Linked DNA regions of Cricetulus griseus: region 2 is linked to region 1. The links are chromatin contacts, called in public Micro-C maps. All regions are on one chromosome and are shown on one strand. Each heading gives the region's core, a stretch centred on a gene start, on an enhancer-like site or on the middle of the called end of the contact. The rest is flanking DNA. Distances are from core to core; before and after follow the strand shown.

The links. A called contact is a pair of places that touch in the nucleus more often than the background predicts.
Region 2: a Micro-C map of the CHO-K1 cell line shows a contact between it and region 1, with 5 times the contacts expected there. The contact joins the promoter of Dusp12 here to the promoter of Cfap126 in region 1. A contact is called at or near these places in 2 of 8 Hi-C or Micro-C datasets (both in the CHO-K1 cell line).

What each region holds. Positions count from the first base shown.
Region 1 is chr5:21,745,858-21,752,696 of CriGri-PICRH-1.0, reverse strand. It overlaps Cfap126 (protein Flattop), which reads left to right and starts at 4,411. Exons shown (of 6, transcript XM_035445223.1): 1 at 4,411-4,829. It also overlaps the pseudogene LOC103164124.
Region 2 is chr5:21,946,157-21,952,997 of CriGri-PICRH-1.0, reverse strand. Dusp12 (dual specificity protein phosphatase 12) reads right to left here and starts at 1,292. Exons shown (of 6, transcript XM_027417056.2): 1 at 919-1,292. The coding sequence starts at 1,259.

The DNA of each region.
Region 1 (6,839 bases), core at 3,162-5,661:
CCCCCCAAATGTTTGTGTGCTAGAAGCTTGGTGCCCATTGTGGCTCTATTGAGAAGATAGCAATATAAGAAGTAGCCCTGATGGGGCTAGAGAGATGACTCTGTGGTTAAAAGCTGCTCTTCCAGATGACCCCAGTATCCAGAATGAAACGCATCCCACCCCTTCTTTTAGCTTCTCTGAGCACCAGACACCCAGCATGGTGCACAGACATATACATACAGGCAAAACACCAGTACACATAAAAATAAATTAAAAATAAAAGTAGGGTCCAGTGAGTTAATCCAGGCATCACCACTACATTCCTGCTCGTATGTTGGAGCACCCAAGACAAACACACACAGGGCTAGTGCTCGTGCTGCTGGAAGGTGTCCAGATCATTGCAGTTGCTTTCATTATGAATGTAGCTCTTATGATAAAGTTGGGTTTGTTGTTCTTGTTGTTTGTTCGTTTGTTTTAAGTCTGGTCCCTCAATTCTCTCGGCTTCTGATCAGCGGGTCTCTCCACCTGTCTCCTCTCACCATGAGATCCTCACCAGACAACTGACACATGACAGCACTTGATACTGAGCCTTTGGCCTCCAATCGAAAGCTAAATGAACTCGGTTTTGTACCCGTTACGGTATTTTCTTATATTAACAGACAATGTAATAATAATACACATAGAACTTGAGTGCTACCTGCCTGTACTTGCTCCCGGGCTTTCGAGATCCAGATCACCTCGCCAGAATGTCTCAGGCTGAATTTGACAAAGCTGCTGAGGAGGTGAAGCGCCTGGAGACCCAGCCAACTGACGAAGAGATGCTCTTCATCTACAGCCACTTCAAACAAGCCACCGTGGGCGATGTAAATACAGATCGATCGGCCCGGGCTTTTGGCCCTCAACGGCAAGGCCAAATGGGATTCCTGGAATAAACTTAAAGGAACTTCAAAGGAAAGTGCCATGAAAACCTATGTGGAGAAAGTGGAAGAGCTGAAGAAGAAATATGTAATATAATAGACCAGATTTGGTGGCCAGCCGCACATGTGACCCGTGAGGACATAATGCCTTGTTTTTTTCTAATGTAGATGATATGGTTCTGATAAATTAGAGCCAGAATTAATCGCTGATCCTCCTCCCTGTGTAGTTTTTACTTGAAAAATCAATTAAAAGTACATTTGTTACTTTAAAAATAATAATAATACACATAGCATGGAGTCCAGACTGAGGTGGAAGATTTATCGAGGCTGGTTTGTACAGATAGACCTATCTCACAGGAAGAAAGCAAGTTCGCGTTTGCAACACTGGTTACAAAGGAAGCCAACCGAAAACAGAGGGATGTCGTGTGTGGTGGCTTCCCAGATAATTTGGGGCTGGCCTGGGTTGCAAAGCATTTCTAGAAAACATGAGACCAAACTGCGGACCTGGGGCCTTGCAGACTTTTGGCCCATCCCAAGCTTCGGGTTCCTTCTGGGGCGGGGCGGGGCGGGGAAGGGGGGGGGACCGCCACGCCGTGTCCCCTGGCCGTCCTGCCTTCTTGCCCGGTCCCACGGTCTCAATAGAGCTTTCCGGGTAGTCCAGCGTGAGTCACGGGAAGGGGGGGAGGAGTGGGGGCTGAGCTCATTTCTGGACAGTGGGGGCCGGATGTGACTCTCAGGGGCCACACATTTGCAGGAGGAGAGAGGGGCAGAGAAATGGCAGGCCCAACCCTCTCTGTAGCAGGGCTGTGGCCAGGAGAACCACAAGAGCTCCCAAGGGAAATGGGTGCTTTTGTTCCAACTGAGTTCCTGTCACTCCAGCTTAATCCTCCACCCCAACCCCCGCCACAGGTTTCATCTGTGTAGCCTTGAAGACCAGGCTGGCCTCAGAAATCCATTAGCCTGAGTGTTGTGATTGCAGTGGTGCACCCCACCCCCAACCCCTGCCTGGCCCAACAGTTCCACAGTTAACTTAGGAAGATTGCCGTTCATTAAGTAACTTTCAAAGTTTGTTTTTGTTGTTTTGTTTTGTTTTTGTCTTTTGAGAAAGGGTTTCTCTGTGCTCTACAGACCAGGCTGGCCTCAAACTCAGAGATTTGCTTGCCTCTGCCTCCCCCAAGTGCTGGGATTAAAGGTGTGCACCACCACAACTGAACTTCTAGAATCTTTAATTCACTAATGTGAACTTTGAAATCATAATTGTTCGTTTCGCATTTACTTTGCATCAAGCTACTTTACAGTGCCATCAAATCCTTGTAATCATGGATTTAACCAGCATCATCAAACATTACAAGTCAGGGAAAGTTATAGACATACTTGTGATCCCATCCTATTAAGTGATGGGCCTAGATCCAAACCCTGGCCATTTACACTGATGTCCACAAGCTCCTTTTACACAGGAACTTTACTTAAAACAGCAGTTCTCAACCCATAGGTCTTGACCCCTCTGGGGGTCGAATGACCCTTTCACTGGGGTCCCATATCAGATATCCTGCATATCAGACATTTATATTACAACTTATGACAGTAGCAAAGTTATAATTATGAAGTAGCAAAGAATATAATTTTATGGTTGGGGGTCACCACACCAGGAGGAACTGTATTTTAGAGTTGCAGCATTAGGAAGGTTGAGAACCACTGATTTCAAATCTATTCTACACAGCTGGTGGTACACACCTTTAATTCCAGCACTTGGGAGGCAGAGGCTGGTGCCTCTGTGAGTTCCAGGTCAACCTGGGCTACATAGCAAGCTCCAGTAGCCAGGACTAGGGAGACCCTGTTTTCACAGAGAGGTGAGAGAGTAAAGAAACTAAGAAGTCCATGTGTCAAGAGGATAGGAAGACAGAAACTTAAGGGGATATGGGAAAGGAGCCCCTCACATCAGGGTCAGGCTGAAGAAATCTCTGGCCAATTGAGAATCAAGAACTGTAGGGCTGGGCATGGGGTCATGTGCATTTGATCCCAGCATTCAGGAGGCAGAGGTATGTGAATCTCTGTAAATTCAAGGCCAGCCTGGTCTATATGGTGAGTTTCTGGATGGCTGGAGCTACTTAATAGAAAGAACCTATCTTAAAAAAAGAAAAAGAAAAAGAAAAAGAAAGAGAAAAGAAAGTAAAGTACTGCAAACCCAATCAATTAGCAACATTTACTTAAGGCATTATGACCCTTCCCGTTTGTGAAGAAACAGTTTTCCAGGACTCTCACCACAAATCCTCCAAGCAACTCCGATGGCTCCTCTAGAACAACCCTACAAACGTGTGTTCCTAAGCAACCGTTTGAGATGCAACGTCAGGTATATATGGCTTATGTTGAGATACTTAAGTGTGACTCTCCCTGGAGAGCCCATATGAACACTTAAGTATGTCTTATTCTTTCTCATCTCTTTCTCTTAATCTTCACGTTTAAAATGTTTCAGATGTCCTTCAGGAGACATCTCCTGCCTCCACCTCCTGAGAGCTGGTATGGATTATTCGTATAGACACCACTCTGTTTAATACAGACTTAAGTACAGACACTGAAAGACAAGGGGGAGTTTAGAAAAGACAGGACACACCTTACAAACCTGAGTGTGGGTGCGGCTTCTCAAAAAAGAAAGACCGGACATTGGACTGCAGTCACTAAATAATTTCCAGTCATTGTATCTTGGCTATTTCTGTGTACTCACTTGAGCAATGTAGTCTGTATCTCCTTGGGAGAAGCTGACTAAGGAGGAAATGACACCGGTTTTATGAGACAAAGTTACACATCTTCCCCTTAGTTCTCTTGGGATGCACATAGACTCTACCATCCTGGACATGAGAAGAAAACGCCCTGATGGTAAAATAGCTAAATAAAATTAATTTTTAAAAAAGATGTCTTCTAAGAAGCCAGATGTTCGTGATCCTGCTTACAGCCTCAGATGAGATGCATCCAACACCCTGTTTTTCCCTGTCACAGAGTATGTGTGTGGGGAGGGGGGCAGCCAATTTATAGACAAGGAGACTGGAAGGACACTGTGAGACAGGCATGCTGGGGTCTGAAATAGGGGAAAGGGAGAAGCCTACTTCCAGAGCCAGCTTCCTAGTGAGATCAAACAATACATGACAACTTATCAGTGTAAGGTACATTAGAACCAGCATCGTTTACAGCCACATGAAGGAGCAGTTCTAGATGACTCCATTCTCTCTCTGAGCTATCATCAGCCTTCAAGTCTTGTCAGCTTGAGTTGGTGATTCTGATTTTGGGGCAGAGATAAGCCATCCCTACTGTACCCCTCTACCCTTTTTGTTCTTTAAACATGGCTTTGTTTTGTTACATAGCATGTTCCCACTTCTACCTCCTGCTTTCAGGGTTCTTTAAATGTCCTGTATTTATTTATTCAGGTTTTCTTTTTCTTTTCTTTCTTTTTTTTTTTTTTTTTTTTTTTTTTTTTTTTTTTTTTTTTTTTTCAGACAGGGTCTGTCTATATAGTCCTGACTGTCCTGTAACTCGCTTTGAGGATCAGGCTGGCTTTGTATCTATTTTTTAAAGTTATGTGAGCCCCCTGCTGGCCAAGTCCTGGAATAGTACAAGAGACCGTGTGGCTTGTGTATTGTTAATTTTCTCATGGCTAGGACAAAATACCAGACAAAAGCTACTTATGAAGGGAGAGTTTATTATTTTCTCATGGCTAGGACAAAATACCAGACAAAAGCTACTTATGAAGGGAGAGTTTATTATGGTTCACAGTTCCAGAGTACAGTCCACCAGGGTGAGGAAGTCAAGGTGTCAGAGTGTGAAGCAGCTGCTCACACTTGAGTCTGCAGACAGGAAGCTGACGAGATGAACACTGGTCTGCGTCGGTGGTCAGCAGTTTTCCTCAGCATGGGCTGCCAGCCCCCGTGATCCACATGCCAGGTAGGTCTTCCCCTACCAGTTAAATCTGACAACACCTCCACAGACACCCAGAAGGGAGTCTCCTGGGTGATTTTAAATCTAGTGGAGTTGACAATGAAGAGCAGCCAATAACAGGGAATGGCTCCGTGAATGCACACCCCAACCCCAATACTAAGGATTGGACCCTGGCTTCTCACATGTAGACAGGCATTTCAGCACCGTGCAACATCCTCGACCCACTTTTTATGTTTTTATTTTGGAACTGGAGCTCACTAATGTTGTTTAGACTGTCCTTTAACTCATGCTGTATTTCTGGGAGGCCTTCCTCCTTCCTCAACATCACTGAACCCAGCTGAACAGTACTTACTGTTTCCAATTTAAAAATGTAAAACACACTCTTTCTTAATGTAGATGTTTCCATTTTAAACGATTTCTCCCTCTGAGTATGTCACGCCTGTAATCCAATCCCCATTGCTCAGGAGATGGAGGACGGAGGATCTGAAATTCAAGGTCAGGCTCTGCTACAGGTCAGTCTGAGCCACAGATACCCTGTCTCAAGTATATACTTTCTTTGCTGCTTCTTCATTCATTCTGATTTAGTTTGTGCCATCTTCTCTCCTATTTTCTTGAGTAGCTTGCCTAGAAAACCTACCAGCTTTTTTTTTTGTTTTTGTTATTGTACACACACACACACACACACACACACACACACTCTCACACACACACACACACTCACATACACACACACTCACTCTCTCACGGGAGAGATAATAGCAATTTCCATTAGGGGGTGCCGTGGTCTCAGAAAAGAAAATTAACTTAGCTTTTGGACTTAGAGGTGTTTTGTAACGGAAGCGGATACCTTTGTAGCCATGCATCATTTCTGGCCTTACTGTGTACAAAACTGCTTTCAGTTTTTAAGTCGAGATCCACAAATGTCTACTCCAGCACCTGTTTATCTTCTGGACCAGTGAGGGAGGATGCAGGGCTCCTTGGAGCTACTTGGGAGAAATCTTGGAGGGTTGAACATAAACCTGGAGATACTGGTTCAGATGGTCCAAACTGTGTGGTAGGGGAAGTAGATGCTTAAGTCTTTAACAATAACTGCTTACTCATCATTTTTGGTTCCATATTTTTGCAGGGGCAGGGCAGGGATATGTTAAAAGTTCAAGCTGCATACTCCTCTAAGTGCTTAGAGGACAGGTATGAGCCACAGCACAGAATCAAAGTCAGAACAACACAGGTTGCCAGTCCTGAGTGGCAAGCACCTTTGCTCTTTTTTTTTTTTTTTTTTGGTTTTTCGAGACAGGGTTTCTCTGTGTAGCTTTGGAACCTATCATGGCACTCGTTCTGGAGACCAGGCTGGCCTCGAAGTCACAGAGATCCACCTGCCTCTGCCTCCCGAGTGCTGGGATTAAAGGCGTGCGCCACCACCGCCCAGCATCCAGCCCTTTTTTTATTTTATTATTTTGAGACAGCCTTGTCATGTAGCCTAGGCTGGCCTCAAACCCATATACATCTGAGCATGGCCTTGAACTTCTGATCCTCCTGCCTCACCTCCCAAGCACTGGATACCACCTGGTTTATGCTGTGCTGGGAACCTAGCCCAGGGCTTCCTGTTTGTGAGGCCCACACACTACCAACTAGAGCCACACCCCAGCCCTTTCATTGGCCAGAATCGTTTCCGTCCTTTCTCTTCTCTCCTATTATATTGTCAGACTGTCTGGGAACAACTCACGTTATCTCTGGACGCTGTTTCTCAGCTTGGGAACAAATGGCTGACTTAATAATTTTTGTGGTGAAAAGACAAAGTGATATGCACTCCCATGCCATAGGTTGGTTCTCTCCCTCCATCTTCGGTTTCTGCCTGTCTCCCACCCCCATCTAGGTGGAAGAGAGCACTGTGGCTCCAAATATGGCTGGATTCTTTATTCGGGTTCTGGGATCAAACAACTCAGGTCATCAGATTTGTTCGAAAGTATTTTTACTCACTGAGCCATCTTTCTGGTCTCTCTGGGTATATTTTGCTTT
Region 2 (6,841 bases), core at 43-2,542, 200 kb before region 1:
GTGCTAGCAGGTCAAATCAATTCTCTCATCTACTTATTCTGGTGTATCCTACAGCCATCATTCCAGAAAGGACCTTGCCCTATACCCCAGAGGAGAAGATCAATACAGGTCAGGCTGGGTTTCCCCTCTCTAGATTACACTCCTTTTGTCCAATCACATTCCTATACGACTGTCTAGTCTTAATTAATCCAGGCATTTTCCCGTTCCTGTCATGTAAAACTTTGAAAATTCTCAGGCATGGCGGTGCACTAAAGGTGTGCAGCATTCTGGAGGCAGACACAGGCGGGTATCTGTGGTTTTGAAGCCCAGCCTGCTCCACGTCGCGAGTTCCAGGCCTGCCAGATCTACACAGTAAGACCTTGTCTCAAAAACAAAATTGCCATGTTTTTCTCTTGTTAGCCACAGTGACTTTTAAGACGAGGAAGAAAGGTATTTCATATGTTCACCCCAATACATCTGGCCTGAACTACATTCACTGGCATGGGCGTCTGATTTCTCTTGCAGAGCTTCTAAACCTTATCTGATGAACCCAACTCCAAAACTATAGACAGATGAGACATAAGAGAAAGATGATGGATGGATGGATGGATGGATGGATGGATGGATGGATGGATGGATGATAGATGAGGTAGGTAGAGAGATGTAGATGATAGACGAGGTAAGTGGAGAGAGAGAGATGAGGTAGGTAGAGGATGGATGGATGGACGGGCGGACAGACGGGCGGACGGATGCGGCAAAATTAGCCAAGCTAAAGACAAACCAGAGGCCGGTCTCCCCACCCTCCCCTCCTCTTTGAGCCACACGTCCCACGGAGGAGGATGAGCAGCGAGGATCTCAGCTGTGACAGCCGGTCCCTCACTCCTGGCGCTCCGCAGAAGAGCGGGACAGGGTTCGAGGCACGGCTGCCCCCTCACTCACCAGTGCACCAACACCGCCCGTCCCTCGGCTCGGGACTGGCCGATGAAGGCCGCGCAGCGATCCAGGTGGCTGAGCAAGTCGGTCTCGGGTTCGTCCAGCGCCGGCACGAAGAGGCTCCGGAGGCCTTCGAACCCGGCCCCAGCCTGGAAGCCCGGTTCCGAGTCTACCGTGAGCACGGCGGTGATGCCGGCCTCCATCAGGCGGTCTGGCTCCGCCAGCGCCGCTGCCCCGCCTAGATACAGTCCTGGCCGCACTTGCACGGTGTGCCCAGCTGAGCTGCCGGGGTTGGCAGCCGCAGCCTGGGGCTCGCCGCCATGGTTCGAGCCCTGCGCTCCCAACATGGCGGCGCCTGGAAGGCCGGCAGCCGCTGCCGGGCCACCGAGTTGCCGACTAGAGCGACCTCTGGGTACCTCCAGCCCCTTACAGCGCCGCGGGAGGACCACGGCTATGGGGAAAATGACGGATTCGGAGGAAGCTGTGCTGGGTAAGCTCCAGTCAGAGCAGCTTTCCACACAACCCTCCAAAGTTCAAGATAGAAAATAAAGTTCGTCCATGGCTGGCGCGACTGCAAAACGTGTACGGCCACTATGGAAATCAGTGAAGATGGAAATCGATCCACCTCCAGGTCCAGCAATACCTCTCTCTTGGGCATATTCACCCAAAGGACGCTTCATCCTACCACAGAGAGAGAATCTTGCCCAATCATGTTCATTGTTGCTCTATTCATAATAGCCAGAAATTGGAAACAACCTAGATGTGCCTCAACAGAAGAATGGATAAAGAAAATGTGGTACATTTACGCAATAAAGTATTTACTCAGGCAGAAAGAAAGAAAGAAAGAAAGAAAGAATGAATGAATGAATGAATGATGCAGGTAAATGGATGGAACTAGAAAAAAAATCTTTCCGAGTGAGGTAACCCCAACCCAGAAAGACAAATATGGAATGTTTTCGCTTATATGTGCATTTAAGCTATTAAGTCACTAACCAGGCTACAATCCACAGAACCACAGAGGTCAGGTATAGAGGAAGGACTAGAGTGAGACTGACAAATCTCCCCAGGAAAGGGGAATAGAGTAGATGGTTATGGATGGAGGGGAGAGCTAGAATAAAAGGATCAAATGGAGAAGGGGAGGGAAAGGAGGAGATAGAGCTAAAATTAAGGGCCATTTGAGGTGTGGTATGAAAACCTAATAAGATAGAAGCTTCATATATATATATATATATATATATATATATATATATATATGCTATCTAAATGATATCACAAAATAACGGAGGAGACAGAGCCACAACTGGATATTTCTTGTCACTAAATGAAGCTTCCAGTACCAGGATTGGATTACATCTAATTGAGTTGTTGGTCAAAAGGGTCCCATAGGAACTCCCAAACAACTCAGGCTGCTGCCGAGACTATAGGTCACTCTCCACCATCGGATGACAAGGCTCTATTGCTGAAGGCAACACCTACATAATTCATTGAACATGGAGAAGTTGAGCTGCCTACATAGAGCCTTTGCTCCTAAGTGTTAGCATCTTTGGTACAGGAAGGTACTCTGCATGCTACCAAAAGGGACATGTACATTACCAATCCAGCCACAAGCCCTTTGATCTACAGAGGTGTCCTGACCCAAGATATCCTAGTGTAATGGCGACACAAACTTATGGGAGTAACCAACCAACATCTGATTTGACTTAAGGCTCACTATAGGAGACGGAACCCAAACCCAACACTGTTTGGGTGATAGCCCAGGTTCCTAGGGTAAAACCAAATACTGCTGTTATAATACATACATACATACATACATACATACATACATACATACATACAGTAGGGTAATGACATTCTGCTATACTCATAGATCAGTGCCTTATTCAGCCATCATCAGAAAATCTTCCTCCTGCTGCAGATGGGAACAAATACAGAGACCCACAGCCAGGTATTATGTAGATAGCGAGAGATCTTGGAGCACTCAGACCTAAAGGAGATGTCTCCATCAAATCCCTTCCCTCAGAGCTCAGGGAACCCTCCAGGAGAAGAGGCAGAAAGAGCATAAGTGCCAGAGGGGATGGAGGCCACCAATAAAACAAAGCTTTCTTCTAAAGACAGCAGAATCGATGCACATATGAACTCACAGAGACGGAGACAGCATGCACAGGGCCTGCACAGGTCTGCCTCAGACGGGGTCCTACAGCTGAAAGGAGAAGTAGAAGCATGACCCATCCTAACTCAGAAGTAACCTCAAATTGATAACTGTCAGGTCAAAGGAAACTCCATTTCCAAATCTCCAGGTTCCCTCAGTGCCGGAAGTACCTGTTAGACATTTCAGAATCCATGCTACCATCTTAGCCCTTCTCACCTCCTCCCCTACCCTGAACTTTTCCAGGACTCGGGTTCCCTCCCCACAGCTACTCATTCTCCTTTTAACCCTGCTATTTTGGCCTCTCTCTCTCTCTCTCTCTCTCTCTCTCTCTCTCTCTCTCTCTCTCTCTCTCCCTCCCTCTCTCTCTCTGTCTCCCTGCAATCTCCCCACCACCACACGCTCTGCTTCTCCCATGGCCAGGTCCAGTCTACTACCTATGTTCAGGCTACTTCTTTCTCTCTCTGCCCTGAACCCTTCCAGACGCCTCTGGCTCTTCTCGCTTTCATATATACAAAAGAAAGAAAGAAAGATAGAAAGAAAGAAAGAAAGAAAGAAAGAAAGAAAGAAAGAAAGAAAGAAAGAAAGAACTTACCCTTAACCATACCATGGAGTGGCCAAATCATCAGTTTATACAATAATCACGTGAAAATGACAATTTAGTTTTCTTCAGGGGAGTCTCACTGAGGAGACAACTTCTCATGAAGGTAGGCTGCATGCCCAGCAGTAGAGGGCCAACAGAAAAGGACCTCATTGGCATCTTTGGAGGTTCCTTGTCTCATAATGTCTCCAGGGCTTTTCCTTTTTGCTCTTATTTTTGTTTTGTTTGGTTTTTAATCTTATTTTTTATTTTATTTTATCTACACTTTTCTCTCTCTTTTACCCTACAGGCCCTTTGCATGTGTATTATGGCTTCTAGTTTAGTATTTTTATGGGATTGCTGAGTGTGCAAACCAGTGAGACTCTGTCCATATCTGTTTCTTGTGCCTTTTCTTGGGTCTTCTCATTCTGTTTCTTTTGTCCTATTCCAATGTGTTAGATTTTGTTTTATTTTACTATGTTTTATTTTATTATTATTCCTTAGAAGCCTGTTTGTTTTCTAAACAGAAACAGAAAGGGGATAGGCCCAGATGGGAGGGGAAGCAGGGGGGAGTAGACAGAGGGGAAACAATAAGCAAGAGATATTATGTGTAAGGAAAAAAGTCTGTTTTCAATAAAAGGAAAAAAGAAAAGAAGTTCTCAGTTGTAGGGTAAAAGGGCCAAGGAAACTGCACCCTGACCCTGACCTGACCCTGAAACCAGGGCAAAGGAGAAACACCCTGACCCTGACCTGATGCTGAGACCAGGGCAAAGAAGAAACATCCTGACCCTGACTTGACCCCAAAGGCTCTGATGACCCCAAGACCAGAGCCAAAGGAAAAACACCCTGACCCTGACCCTGACCCTGACCCTAACCCTGACTTGACCCTGAGCCAAAGACCAGAGCCTAGCAATAGAATCTCATCAATGCCCAAGCTTGCCCCAGAGTCTGACCACAGAATCCTACCAATCTCTAAGCTTGCCCTAAGATCTGAACACAAAAATTCCCACCCATTCCAGGCCAACCTGGAAAACTCCACCACCACCCCAAGAAACTCTCTGTATAAGCTCTATCTTCTGTTCAGTTCCCTGGTGCTTCTCCCCTGAGTGGAGGCAGCCACCCTCCTGGTTTTTCCCCCCTCCGAATAAATCTCTTGTGTGAGGTTTGTTGTGCCATGTGACTTTAGTATTCCTTGGCTCCTGGTTGCCAGGATATCTTTCAAAGCTACAACACTTACACTAGATTTCTCAGATTTTAACATTAATCAGGCAGTTTTAAACCTGAAAATTGTGAGGAGAAAGACCAAGTCCAAAACTGTCCAACTAAAGCAAGCTTTATTTTAGAGGTGCACCTAGGACTAGCCAGCCGGCTGTCTCACCCTAAGTCGAGATTTTAGACAGCAGCTCAAGATGTGAAGAAGACATGATATCTATATCTATATCTATATCTATATCTATATCTATATCTATATCTAGATAGATAGATAGATAGATAGATAGATAGATAGATAGATACCAAATGGGAGATTTGGTGGTCAAAATAAATGGGGTTACAGGTGCAGAACACAAACATAACAAGTTAGTCGTAATGACCTCCCGAAACAAAGACATGATTCCAATTCCTGGAACAGGCAGTACAGAACCATTGTGGGGTGTTGTGGAATATTCCTTTATACTGCGTGAAGACATGTCACTGTGATTGGTTTAATAAAAAGCTAAATGGCCACTAGCTAGGCAGGATTTTTTCGGCAGAGAGAACCCTAGGAAGAAGGGTAGAGTTGCCAGCCAGATGGAGAAGAAGCACCAGGGGGAGTATAGAGTAGGGGTAACCAAGCCACATAAAAGAACGTAGATTAAAAGATATGGGTTAATTTAAGTTATAAGAACTAGTTAGGAGCAAGCCTAAGCAATTGACCAAGTTTTTTGTACTTAATAAGTCTCTGTGTGTTATTTTGGGTGCTGACAGATGGGACAAAAAATTCCTCCTACAGTGGGGCATAGGAAAATATTTAAGAAGCCAAGGTTTAATCATAAACAGGAATGAACCTAGTTTGTCTTTACTTTTAAGCCTAAGATGGAGGCAGGCTGGTTCTTCAGCAGAATAGCTAGTTAGGAAATAGAGGGAACAGTCCCTCAGTCCTGGTTTGCCTAGCTGGATGACTCTCAGGTGTTTTCTTCATAACTGACTGGGCCACCTACAGGAAAAAAAACAAAAAAACAAACAAACAAAAAAACAAAAAAACCTGTACTCCCCTTTCAGAAAAAAATATCACAAACAAGGCTGTTAAAAATGACTAATCTATGCTTCAGTCCAACTTTCTTGTGCTCTTTGTAAGTAAAGATCTCTTGAATCAATCTCTAGCACCCCTTCTCCAGCAACAAGCCTAGACAATGTACCTTAAAAAGCTTCCTCTTCCAGGCCAGCCTTGTCTACGAGCAAGTTCCAGGACAGCCAGGACTATGAAGAGAAACTCTGTCTTGAAAATACAAAGAAACAAAGAAAAAGTTTCCTCTTTAAGAACAGAATTCCGTAGAAAACAAAATTTACCAACACAAACTCTCCTTGATATTTAAGCTTAGCTGCAAATTAAGTATCTCAAAGTCCCAAAATGACACATAGAGTCATTCATGGGACGCATCAGAGCATCTCTTTTCCTCCTAATGCTCACACTCTCACTCTCTTCAAGAGATCCGTGTCTTCCTACTTAATAAATTCACCCACTCTTTTCACTCTTGACTCCTTCTCATATTCTTTTCTGTGGCAGATGCCAAGGGCCTGGGTAACCCCAGTAGAGGCCCCAGAATCTCCGAGGAGCGCCTCATCCTACACTGGTGGCACCCCTCCCTGTGTTGTATTTCCCTCTGCTAGTGTCGTTATATCTCTCAGGAAAGAGACAGCAGGAGCAACTGAACACAAGTTTGAAATGTAGCTCCCACCAACTCTATCAGCAGTGTCATGTCAGGCTCCACAGTAAGACTTCATTTGCCGCTCTCCTCTTGTCACCATGACAGGCAAGACCAGGTTCCTCCATCTCGGATTCTTGCTGAGTTAAGTTGCACTGTATTCAATTTTAACTAGAATGTGATCTCCTTCATGGAGAATCCATGGAAAGTTACCCGACTCTATTCTAGGAACCAAAGGCCAGTATTTCCCAACTAACTTATTTTAGCTTTGGTTAAATTGCCTGCTTGTGGGGAACACAC